2 separate regions of the Pan troglodytes genome follow, and region 2 is linked to region 1. Evidence: chromatin contacts called from public Hi-C data. All regions are on one chromosome and are shown on one strand. The core of a region is the stretch at or near the end of the contact, and the rest is flanking DNA. Distances in the headings are between cores, read along the strand shown.

The links. Hi-C and Micro-C count contacts between places; a contact is called where the count stands out from the background.
Region 2: a contact with region 1 is called in a Hi-C map of induced pluripotent stem cells, with 3 times the contacts expected there. The contact joins the enhancer-like site here to the promoter of HOXA13 in region 1. A contact is called at or near these places in 5 of 7 Hi-C or Micro-C datasets (blood, induced pluripotent stem cells, a lymphoblastoid cell line and 1 more) and 1 of 1 other capture datasets (stem cell-derived neural stem cells).

Annotation. Positions count from the first base shown.
Region 1 is chr6:33,001,374-33,007,491 of NHGRI_mPanTro3-v2.0_pri, reverse strand. HOXA13 (homeobox A13) reads left to right here and starts at 3,214. Exons shown (of 4, transcript XR_001714612.4): 1 at 3,214-4,210; 2 at 4,924-5,474.
Region 2 is chr6:33,718,256-33,724,373 of NHGRI_mPanTro3-v2.0_pri, reverse strand. All of the region lies in intron 2 of JAZF1 (JAZF zinc finger 1), which reads left to right. Among named protein-coding and RNA genes, the nearest start is that of TAX1BP1, 180 kb to the right of the region's middle. Within about 2 kb of position 2,428, at least 4 of the 24 cell types and tissues checked have an H3K27ac peak or open chromatin away from gene starts, as enhancers often do. A contact at or near this core is called in induced pluripotent stem cells, where this site is marked.

The DNA.
Region 1 (6,118 bases), core at 1,965-4,464:
ACAAAAAGTCAGAGGGACAGACAGCTCAGAAGATCAGGACCCACTACCTTGGCAGGCAAGCAAATCTTGACCTTGCCGTTGGGAAAAGAGGAAAAATGCTAGGAGGGTCTGTGCTTGCTTCCCAGAGCACACCCGTCTCAATCGTCCGCCAAACTTTCTTTTGCCACAGCAAGGCAGTTTGTTGGCTGCCTGGCAGGGAAAGAAATCATATTGGGAAACATTAATAAATACCTTATCTCCCTTAGCAGAAGACAGGGAAGGAAGATTATTCTTGCTTAAAAGTGAGTAGAAATTCTGAAACTCAGACCCAAATTATTCAGAGCTCGTTCTCCTTCTATAAACGACCTCCACTGATTGGTGGCTACAACTCAATACTGACAGGACATGCAGACATTTGAAAACAGTGGGGCATGCCAGGACGCCATGGACATGTCTGGTAGAAAAATAAGATACATGTTGAGATCCAAGACAAGAAGAGAACAAGCAGGGTGCCTTCCTCTAAATAAGCATGTCTTGAGAGGGTTTTTTTTTTTTTTTTAAATGATAGGGACACATCGGGGAACTAAAAAAAGTCCAGATAAATTTGATCAATAAGGTGCACCATAAATCTCAAGAATTCAGGCCCCAAGCTTTTTCTTGGCGAGAGCGCCACATTTAAGGAGCAAAGCTTAATTTGAGATGCAATCCAAAGCCTTCCCCCAGCACCATCCCTCTCAGACAAACCTGCTTGTGGCTCCTCGGCCGACAGATGAAATCTTGTCTCACCATTTTTGGTGAGGAGGGACCCAGTCGTCTGTGGAGCTGAGACCCTTTCTCTGCGCGCAGGGTTCGGGGCTCCGGTGAAGTGGGAGGGGGAGGGAAGAATGTGGAGCTGGCCTTGGCCGCCGTGTGCACCGGCAGCTGCGCCATGGCCAGAGGTGAGCTGGCACAGGCGCCGGCTAGTGGGGGCTCCCCAAGCTGTGTTTTCGTTTTTCCGGGTCTGGCCGGAAAACCGAAGAGGCTCAAAGCCCTGGCTGAGCAGGGCGGAGGCAGAGAAGAGTCGGTAAACACCGCCCCAAAAACCCCACGAAGGCACCAAAAAATTCTGGGCAGCCGAACAGAGTCAGAGCCGAGAATTTTAAAAAGAGAGAGAAAATAAAGAGTGAGGGGATGTGGGCAATGGGCCTTTTGCTGCTGCCTGTGTCTCTACGCTCGCATGGCAGTTCTCATGCTGGCTGGACTGCAACTTTCAACTTGACCTTGGCCTCCAGCCGTGTCTGACCAGTATGTAAAACCGCCTTCAAGTCCTCAGGAACAGGGGCCTCGAACCCTACTCTGTCTCTTTGTCACTGTGAGTTTTACAATGCCACTTGGAGGGAGGAAGGGGGGTGGTGAAACGGCCAGAAAGTAACAGAAAAATCAAGTCCCTACAGAGGCTAGTTCCTGAGTCTGCAAATGGCCAGTCAGGGAGAAGGTAAACTGGGGGCAAATCAATATTTACCCAGAACTGCTAAAAAGTCAAGAAGGAAGGGGCACACTTGGTGGGGGGGGGGGTGGCTGGTGTGGGGGTCATAGAAGGTTTTATTGGGCGACACTTACATTGGTCAGGACAAATCCAGGATCAGGACAGATAAAAGCCCAAGCCCAGCCACATTGGTCTGGATCCTGCAGGAAGCCCAGGGGCCTTAGAGAGCAGATGGTGGGGTGTGTATGAGGGGTGGTATGCGTGCTGCTCTGAGTTTAGGGCTGAGTGTGCAAGCTAGGAGCAGAGGACAGGTCCAAGCCTGGCTTCTCACCAGTCCGCCTGGGGTGGAAAAGAATCCAGCACTCTCCCCAGCACTATTCCGGTAATGTGCCCACTTTCACTTTGAACGCTTGTTCCTCTTCTAGGCATCTGACCAGCTCACAGTAGTGAATCAGGAAGTGGAAGTATGTGGCTCTAAGGCAGCAGGACCCCCAGAACCCCTCGACAAAACATGGCAGCTGCAAGACGTGTCGCTGCTTGGTTCTTCAGCACCAACACCCTACCATGCTCCCAAGAAAAGGTTGCATTTCCCAGGCACAGAGGAAAGGCTTCTTGGGCTGGTTCTTGGGCAAAGAAGGACTAGGCACCCTCTGCAGGCTGGAGATCCTACTTGAGGGGAAGGCAGGAAGTGGCCCCAAAGAGCCCCTTTTTCTTGTCCCAAAATAGAGTGAAATAGCGAGTTCCCAGATTCCTGGAGAGTCAGGTCCGGTCCACAAAGAAGCGTGGCTTTAGGGCCCAGAAGGGGGGTTTAAGTCCCAGCCAGAAGCACAGCTGGGGCTTGTTCCTCTTAAGCCCCTTCCAGAACAAGCCAGCCATACTGGCGAGGTGGGAGCATGGATGAATGGTGCACACGGATCGCTCGCTCTATCTCAAAGTCTCTGGAGGAGGAAGCGTTGTTACCAGGTCAGAGCAAGGATCAGGCTGTATACCTAAGTGTGCGAATGTGAGTGTGTCAGTGTACACTGTGTGTGTGTGTGATGAGTCGTTCTGAGTCTATGGGTCTACATGCAAACATATGAAATTGCTCACTAACAGTGTGGACAGGGAAGGGATAGGGGCTCCTAAATGCAGTCCAAGCCTCCAGTGGAATGTCCTGGGACCCAGGCATATCCGCAGGAACCGATAAGCAGCAAACACCCTGCCACTGTTTCCCTGGAAAGAGCAAAATCGCAACTCCATCGAAGCCGAAGGCGCCGATGTCCGTCCTGTGGTCTCACTGCAGAAATACGCGCCGGTTCCTGGAAAGAAAACAGTCCCAGAGGCTCCAAGAAACACCCATTCTGAGCTAGGCTGGTCCCGTCCTCCCCACTCTCCCATCCCTGACCGCCGGCAGAATTACCTGACCTGTCCCCAATGCTCCAGATCGCAACCCAATCGCGCGCCCACCTCCCCTCCCCGCCTGGTTGCGCGGGTCTGGGCCCCACTGGGATAAAGGAAGGGAAGGGGGGCGGAGATGGGGCCGCCCTTCCTTCCCTGCCCCACCCGCACGTTCCTCCACCTCTCCCCCGGGTGAATGGTGCGCGGCCGCGCGGCTGGCGCTGGGGACGGCGCGGGCCGCGGCGGGGACGACGGGTGCACCGTGCAGAGCTGGAGTCGGAGCCGCCCGCTTTGCATACGCCGTGGGCGGAGCGGGGGGGCCGGGCCAATGGGCGGCCGCCTGGCGCGACCCCGCGGGGCGCGATCCGCCCCCCTCGCTCGGGCCCCGGCCCCGCGCCGCGCGCTCTTCACTTCTTGGGGGCTTTTTAAAACAGCGCCACTGGGGTCTTCTCCATGCGGCTCGGGCTATGACAGCCTCCGTGCTCCTCCACCCCCGCTGGATCGAGCCCACCGTCATGTTTCTCTACGACAACGGCGGCGGCCTGGTAGCCGACGAGCTCAACAAGAACATGGAAGGGGCGGCGGCGGCTGCAGCAGCGGCTGCAGCGGCGGCGGCTGCCGGGGCCGGGGGCGGGGGCTTCCCCCACCCGGCGGCCGCGGCGGCAGGGGGCAACTTCTCGGTGGCGGCGGCGGCCGCGGCTGCGGCGGCGGCCGCGGCCAACCAGTGCCGCAACCTGATGGCGCACCCGGCGCCCTTGGCGCCAGGAGCCGCGTCCGCCTACAGCAGCGCCCCCGGGGAGGCGTCCCCGTCGGCTGCCGCCGCTGCTGCCGCGGCTGCCGCTGCAGCCGCCGCCGCCGCCGCCGCGTCGTCCTCGGGAGGGCCCGGCCCGGCGGGCCCGGCGGGCGCAGAGGCCGCCAAGCAATGCAGCCCCTGCTCGGCAGCGGCGCAGAGCTCGTCGGGGCCCGCGGCGCTGCCCTATGGCTACTTCGGCAGCGGCTACTACCCGTGCGCCCGCATGGGCCCGCACCCCAACGCCATCAAGTCGTGCGCGCAGCCCGCCTCGGCCGCCGCCGCCGCCGCCTTCGCGGACAAGTACATGGATACCGCCGGCCCAGCTGCCGAGGAGTTCAGCTCCCGCGCTAAGGAGTTCGCCTTCTACCACCAGGGCTACGCAGCCGGGCCTTACCACCACCATCAGCCCATGCCTGGCTACCTGGATATGCCAGTGGTGCCCGGCCTCGGGGGCCCCGGCGAGTCGCGCCACGAGCCCTTGGGTCTTCCCATGGAAAGCTACCAGCCCTGGGCGCTGCCCAACGGCTGGAACGGCCAAATGTACTGCCCCAAAGAGCAGGCGCAGCCTCCCCACCTCTGGAAGTCCACTCTGCCCGGTAAACGACGACCTATTCCCAGCCCTGGTCTTCCGGCTCTGCTCCAGCTTCTTCTCCGCTCGCACCCGGGCGATCCCGGGTGCCTTTCTGTTCTCTTCCTGGTCTGCCCTAGCGGCTCGGCACCCCTGGGAGCCCGAGCATGGCTGGCTGGGTCTGCCTGCACTGCCTCGAGTTGAGCTGGTCCCTGGCTCTCCCTGGGTGAGGGGTGGCTTGTGGAGACCTCGGCTAGCTTCCCTCTCCCTCTGCGCCCCGCCCTCCCCAGCCCCTGACACCAATTTAAGGATGAGAAATTGACCAGAAAACAGCTCCCCAAATTGCCCCTCCCTATTCATTCTCTCAAAAATGGCTTCATTGTAGAAGCTTCGAGTATTGGGACGGGCACCCAGAAAGGAGGTAGGCACAGAAGTGTTGTACCTTGAGCCTGGCGCTAAGGTGTGGGCCGTTGGACCAGGCTATCACTCGAGGCTGCCTACGCGCTGCTCCTGCAGGGTGGCCGGGTTGGGGAAGTCACTGGAGCCCTGGGTGATTTCATTTCAGTTCAGAACTAACTACCTTCCCCACTGACCCTCTAGGCTTTGGCAGAAGACAGGATTGTACAGCGGGTGGCAAAGAGCAGCCGGGCGCTGCAAGGCGGGTGGCTCAGATCGAGCTGTCGCCTATGCCCTGGCTGGGGTCCGATCCCTGTGTAACTTGCCTTCTCCCTTGTCTTCTAGACGTGGTCTCCCATCCCTCGGATGCCAGCTCCTATAGGAGGGGGAGAAAGAAGCGCGTGCCTTATACCAAGGTGCAATTAAAAGAACTTGAACGGGAATACGCCACGAATAAATTCATTACTAAGGACAAACGGAGGCGGATATCAGCCACGACGAATCTCTCTGAGCGGCAGGTCACAATCTGGTTCCAGAACAGGAGGGTTAAAGAGAAAAAAGTCATCAACAAACTGAAAACCACTAGTTAATGGATTAAAAATAGAGCAAGAAGGCAACTTGAAGAAACGCTTCAGAACTCGTTGCTTTGCCCAGATAATGATAATAATGCTTAATAATAATTGAAGAATGGGAAAGAGAAAGAGACAGAGACTGGCATTTTCCTCTCCCGAAGGAGATCTCTTTCTCTTTAATGGAATCTACAACTGTTTTAAAACTTTAAGAAAGGTAAAGACTGCCAGTTCTTCCGCCAACCCCATCAGCCCAGCCCGTTAAATGTCAAACGTCAACCCCCAAAATACGCAATTTCAGATAAGTTACGCAGTTACTGAAATCTTGTAAGTATTTAAGTGATCGTTACATTTTAGGACACTGCGTTAGATGGTAATAATCTGGAAGTTGGTTACAAACGCAAGAGGCCATTGTAAACATCTGCTTGTCCTTCTTAGGTCGCCATTCCCTTTGCATGTTAAGCGTCTGCTCAGGTAAATCTTAGTGAAATTCCTACCGTTGTTGTATGTTCTGCAAAACATTTTATGTATAGATTTAGAGGGGAAACGAGAAGGTACTGAAATAATGATCTTGGAATATTTGCTGTGAAGGGAGAAAGGGAGAGAAAACTCTTCTGAGGATCATTTGTCTTGGTAGTATAGTAAAACCAACCAGCTGAACCTTTCAGGCTATAAGAGAACCCGGGTCGGTAATGTCTTTTTAAGAATAATTTTTAATTGCTTATAACAAGCATATTTTGTGGCATTTGAACTATATTTACTGCTCCAATATCCGTTATTTTCCAAAGGATTTTGTATCTTTTTGAAAATGTTTACATCATCAGATGATCCACAGAATTCACTTTATGTGAGATCTCCCGAGAGTTTCCATCCCAACATGATGGACTTTGGTTGGAACACAATTCGTTTTTTCATTTGAATTGGCATTTCCCAATATTTGCTAAACATTTGCTGGAGAAATCATTTTTCTT
Region 2 (6,118 bases), core at 1,179-3,678, 720 kb before region 1:
AGGCGTTGGTGGGACAGGGCTGGGGGGCTGCAGGGGGAATGGAGCAAGAGGAATGACTGTAAATGTTGGTGGCGCCAGCCCAGCCGTGCTCCCATCCGTTGGCAGCCCAGCATCTGCTGGGAAGTGTGCAGTTCCATCCAGTCAGCCACAGCCTCCCAGTAGGAGATAAGCCGGATGAAGGAGGCTGAGTCTGGCAGCGGATTCCAGGCCTGATAGAATAATGTCTGACATTCAACTCTGCAAAGTTGGGATAGAGTGTGTGGAGACGATCCCACAGGAGCCACCAGCTGGCCTATTTTAACTTTGGCTGTTGACAGTTCATGCTGAGAGCACTTGTTTCTGAATTCAACAAATCTGGAAACTCGACGTTTTAATTTCGGGTTTTCATTTGGAAGAGTCATTTTACTGGAACCCAAACCTTTGCAGACATTACCCTAAGGACATGCTGGTCTTGTCTATACCACTGAGTAGAGAAGACTAGAAAAACCTCCAACACCAAATGGCTGTCCTTGGGAAAAGCAGCAGTCAGTTATGCTAAACAACCACAGAAGGCATGGTCTTAGAATGTCATCAGAGTCCCCAGGGAGCTGCTGAGGCTCATCTGGAGACTGCCGCCAACAACCACAGCCTGGGTTCTCGCCTCCAGACCACGGCCTCCTCATAACTCCCTTCGGGTCCTTAAAGAGACCCTGTTCAATGATTAAAATGCTGTGGAAGGAAATTTTAACATATGCAATATCTCATTCTTTTCATCATCATATCACTTCCCATTTTTTCCACTTATCCTGGCTTCTAGGCGAATGTTGATCATAATGTTTTACTGCCAGGGTGAGGAACTTTGAGGAGACGGCTCTGGCACCTCTGTGAGTTGTTAGAAGCATGTATCTCTGGGTGCTCCAGGAGGTTTATGAGTTACCTGGCACAGATTAAACTCAATAAAAGGAAATATTTTGGTCAAATGCTTCCTCTTTTAAATTAATACTCTCTTGACTATTATGCAAAAAAAAATCCATTATTAAAAGCTGTTAGTACTTTTGCTGACTTGAAAATATTAGGAAAAATTTTCCTATTAAAAGTTATTTTGCTGACTTTAAGTTATTTGGTTATTTTGCTGACTTTAAGAATATTTTATAAGGCCTGGCGCGGTGGGTCACGCCTGTAGTCCTAGCACTTTGGGAGGCCAAGGCGGGCGGATTGCCTGAGCTCAGGAGTTCGAGACCAGCCTGGGCAACACGGTGAAACCCCGTCTCTACTAAAATACAAAAAATTAGCCAGACATGGTGGTGTGAGCCTGTAGTCCAGTCCAGCTACTCAGGAGGCTGAGGCAGGAGAATTGCTTGAACCTGGGATGCGGAGGTTGCAGTGAGCTGAGATCGTGCCACTGCACTCCAGCCTGGGCGACTGAGTGAGACTCCGTCTCCAACAAAAAAAGAATACTTTATAACCAACATAAAATGTGGTTAGAAAAGTACCATCTAAGTGAAAATCAGACCTTATTTATTTGTTCTGTTTGTCTTCAATGCACTTCCTCATTTTTATCTTTATGTATTTCTTTCTGTAATGATTTATATCCATTTCATCCAAAGTTTAAAACACAATATAAAATGCCCTGTAAAAATTTATACTAAGTTCCCTAAAACACTTAAGAAATTCACTGAATTTTTCTAGGCATACACTTCATTCATTCGAATGAAAACTTGGCTGAGGAAATCATAGAGTTTGTATAACTGACTTCTAATTTCTTCTTCCTTATACCTAGGCTTCTAAAGCCCAGGTGTGATATAAATTCTTTTTTTAAAAAAAAAACTTTTCTATTTTTGTAGAGACAGGATCTCACTACGTGGCTGATCTTGAACTCCTGGTCTCGAGCAGTCCTACCACCTCGGACTCCCAAAGCACTGGGATTGCAGGCTTGAGCCACCATGCCTGGCCAGAAATTGCGTTTTTAAGTGAACAGTTCAGAGCCCTGTATTTTTCATGGATTATTTTAAGAATTACGATGATGATGAAGATGATATAATCCCTAACACTGCAACCCATTATGAAGTTACCAGGGGCCCACCAAAATTTTGCTATCAAGGCAACATCCCTTAAACAAATTAACAGAGATATTCTTTTTCAGTGAGTCTTCTGGAAGAATCGATGCCAGTCTGCCCTTATGACAAACATATTTCTTAATGAGATCTGATTTACGAAGTTTTGACAATTATGCTTTTCCCCTCTCTTACTGCCACTTTAAGAAAAATCATGCTGGTAAGCTACACTACAAAACTTCTGGCCTGCAGAGGGCTCTATAATACCATATTTTCCTAGACAACACTTGTAAAAAGGAAAAAAAAAAAAAGATACTTGCTGGAAGGGGGAAGGGGAAGCCCAGAGGCTTTATAATGCTTCCAGCAGGCAGTCTGGTTGCAGTCTGGTAAACAGACTAGGAATTGTGGGCAAAGCCCTTTCCTTGAGTTTTCCACCAACCATGAGATCAGATGACTCTGTCCGGACTCATTACTTTAATAGCCTACAGCTAGTTCACATAGCAGCAGGAGTCCACCAAAAAGGCATTTAATTATTGAAACTAAAACTGGTACTTGTAACTGCCGGTTAGTAGTAGTCAGATTTTTTCAGTATTTCAAGTAATTTATAAAGCGCTTACACACATAAATAGAAAGCTTTAAATGCTGGTATTCCATAAAAAGTAAATAAAATATATTTTTGTGCATTAAGACTTAATTAAGTGGCATGATTTCATGTCACAAATTTAAAAAGGGCAGGTGAGACTTGCCAACATTACTACAGCTGTGTTTTACATTAGGAAATTAATTAAAATGGTCGTTTATGCTTTTTTCCACTTACGGGTATTTAGACCTCTCTATTACACCATATATTTTCCCTTCAATCATTATATTATGGTAATTTATCTTAGCAGGTGATATCTTACTCTGTTGTCGGCGGAAGTGGGGAGCATTAGTCAACTGACAAATTTGTGCTGGGCTACTGAGGCAGATCAGACAGCTGGAGGCACTTCCTGCTGGCCAGGAAAGAAGAGGGTCTTATTCACATGCTCCCCTTTTATCCCATCTTAGCAGAATTTATTTTCTATTTCACTAGAACAAAGTTTTTTCTGATGTCAGGAAGGGAAGCAGAGGAAAATGTTTGACACGCCATATGACACATCGTCATATAGACTTAGCTGTTACATGAGACCTTATTTTTGAAGCCAACCTGCTTACACAGTTCAGTTATGGAATGTGCAAAACCTAAAACCAATTAAAACATGCCCAAGTGAATAGTTGATATGCAGTTTGTAATGCAAATAAATAATGTCCTGATTTTATATATCAAAGCTAAATAAAGACTCCCTTGAGATATCAAGAACAAATCGATCACTCTGTACTTATTTACTGTAGTTATTTATGTTAACAATTATAATAAAATTATGACTTGATGAAGTTTTAACGATGTAAGTAATTTTGCTCCCCAAGAGGCATCAGTTGCCAAATGAAGCTGAAGTTTTAAGGAACGCTAAGGACTCACTGTACTAAAACATCACCATAGTGCCTTTAATATTGGATGTACCTTAGAATAACGTGGATTAGTTTTGGGTCGGGGCCAGGAGCTTTTGGTTCCTCAAACACCAAAGGCACTTCCCTTAAGGCATTCACTCCTGTAAGAGAGTCCCTTTAGCTTGGATTTTAAGGGTAGCAATGAAGGAGGATTCCAAGGCGCAAGCAGTAATACAACTTGCACATAGAGTAAACTCCACAAGTTGTTTATTGTGAAGTTGTTTGGAAACCAGGATTGAATTTGCCTCTACATACATTGTCATTAGTGATATTTAGATTTAGAGCCAGTTCCCAGCTAGTACTTTTTGAAATGATTACATATTAATTATTTAATAAATGGTGTGGGTAGAATTGGACTGCTGGTCCAATCTTCCTTGGCGTTCCAGAGCACTCCTGTAGTCAAATAGCACAAAACTGAGCTTGCTCCTTCCTTTTGCAACCATAAGTCACCCCTCTTTTGTATGACTTCACCCAAGCAAATTTGGCACTATTTTATTGATTATAAATATGTTATTTCATGTTGCTACCTTATCATCGTAAAATGCATCCTCATGCTTGTTCTGTGTTATCCAGCTCTGATAGTTACATTTTTGACAAGATAAGCAGCTACTGAGCTTTAAGGCATTATAGACATGCTTGCATTTTCCGTTTACCTTTGAAAAATTACATGACTTTTCTTTAACTCTCATCACAGGTTTTAGCATGAATGACTTATGATCTTTATTCCTTATTGGTTTATTTCTCCAAATTTTCCCATTTTAGTTTCTATTCACAATGAGGGGGCCAGGTTCAAAATATTTTTCTCTCCTAAGAGCTCAAAAATCATAATTCTTCAAAATATTATTTTACATTTCATGCTAATGAGATAGTCTACACACCTATGTTGAGCATTTCCTCTCCTAAGAGCTCAAAAATTGTAATTCTTCAAAATATAATTTTACATTTCATGCTAACAAGATAGTCTACCCACATGTGTTGAGCATTTAAAGTTGCCCATTACTAGGACCTGTGTTTCAGTGCTACCTTCATCACTTAGTAAGCAAGGGACCTTCAGTCAGCCTCTTAACTTTTAAGAACCATGATACTTCGCATGCTTGAAAGCACAAATCTGAAGACAAAGGACTAGGCCAGATAACGTCACAAAGTCCCATGTTTAGGTTATTGGTGTTAATGAAACTTAGGCTGTATTTCTTTTCAACAATCAATGTCATTTCCCATATTTAAGCAGCAATTTAGTATAAGCTCACCAAATTTTGTTTTAAATTTCACTAGCTGATTTTTTTTTCTCTTTTCACCACTGTTTTCTCTTCTCCTTAATTCATTTTGGAGAGAGGGAGTGAACAGGACATGTATAGTCAAATTGTTCAGAGAAATGGAAATTTGCATAGGTGGTAAAAATTGCCACAAGCACAGTTAATGAAGCAAGCACGTGGCTACTTGCAACTCTGCTCTCAAATTTTCTGTATAACTCTGCAGCAATATGTGCTCAATAACTGCCTGATTGTGTGCAAATAACACATGGAAAAGTTCAAATACTAGAAAATATTGACATCCATTCTCCAGCTAGATTTTATCTAAAAACTACTCATTTTCCTCCTTTGCTCAAGATGGCACAAAGATGCCTACAACATGAACTCTGCCCTCCTAAGTCTCTGATATAGTCAGTGAGGTGATACTAATATATATGGGCAATTATAAAATAAGTGCTAAACCTCGTGATTTTTCTTAGAGTTGCAATTGGTGTTCACACAAAGAGATAAATGTTGGCTGGAGTGATGATGAAGATGTAACTCGAGCCAGAGCTTGAAGGGTAATCAGGATTTTTTTTTAAGGGGCATTTGAGCTTAAAGGAAAAAAACGAATAATTAAAGTACAGTATAAAAGTTTTACATCCTTTGTATTAGGATGGGTTTGATTATACTGCAGTAACAAATCCCCAAATTTCAGTGACTTAACACAACAGGAGTTTATTTTTTGCTTACTCTGCATGTCCACCATGGTTCATTAGAGAGGCCCTGCTCCTTCACTCAGGAACCTAGTCTGATAGAAGCTTTATTTCAACCCACATTCTGTAATCACTATAGCAGGAGGTGCCACTGTAGTTCATCATCGCTTGTGCATTCTCTAAATCAAGTCATCTGCTCGTATGTAACCTCAAGGGGAACAAAGAAGTGCAGTACCATCATGTGGCCCAAAAGTGGAGAGTCAGAAATATGTGGGAAACAGCATCAGTGACTGCCACATCTTTCTGTGTAATCTTTAGCCAGAATACAATGCTTAGAGTAAATAAAACGGTCTATGCAAACTTGCCATAGCATGAAAATCTCCAGCTTACCTTCCAGGGATCTTAAAATAGCTTGCTTGGCTTCTGAATACTGGTATACATGTTGCTAGCCTTCTTTGCAGTACTTTTCCCCACTCGCAGGTACCCTGACCAGTGTCTCAGCAAACATCAAAAGTCTGCAAAGACCGTGTAGAAGAGCTCTATTGCCTGTTTCCACCTAAAACTCTCCCTCCCGTTCTCATTTGCTGGAAGGGCCATAAGTGTGTTCAGGTGG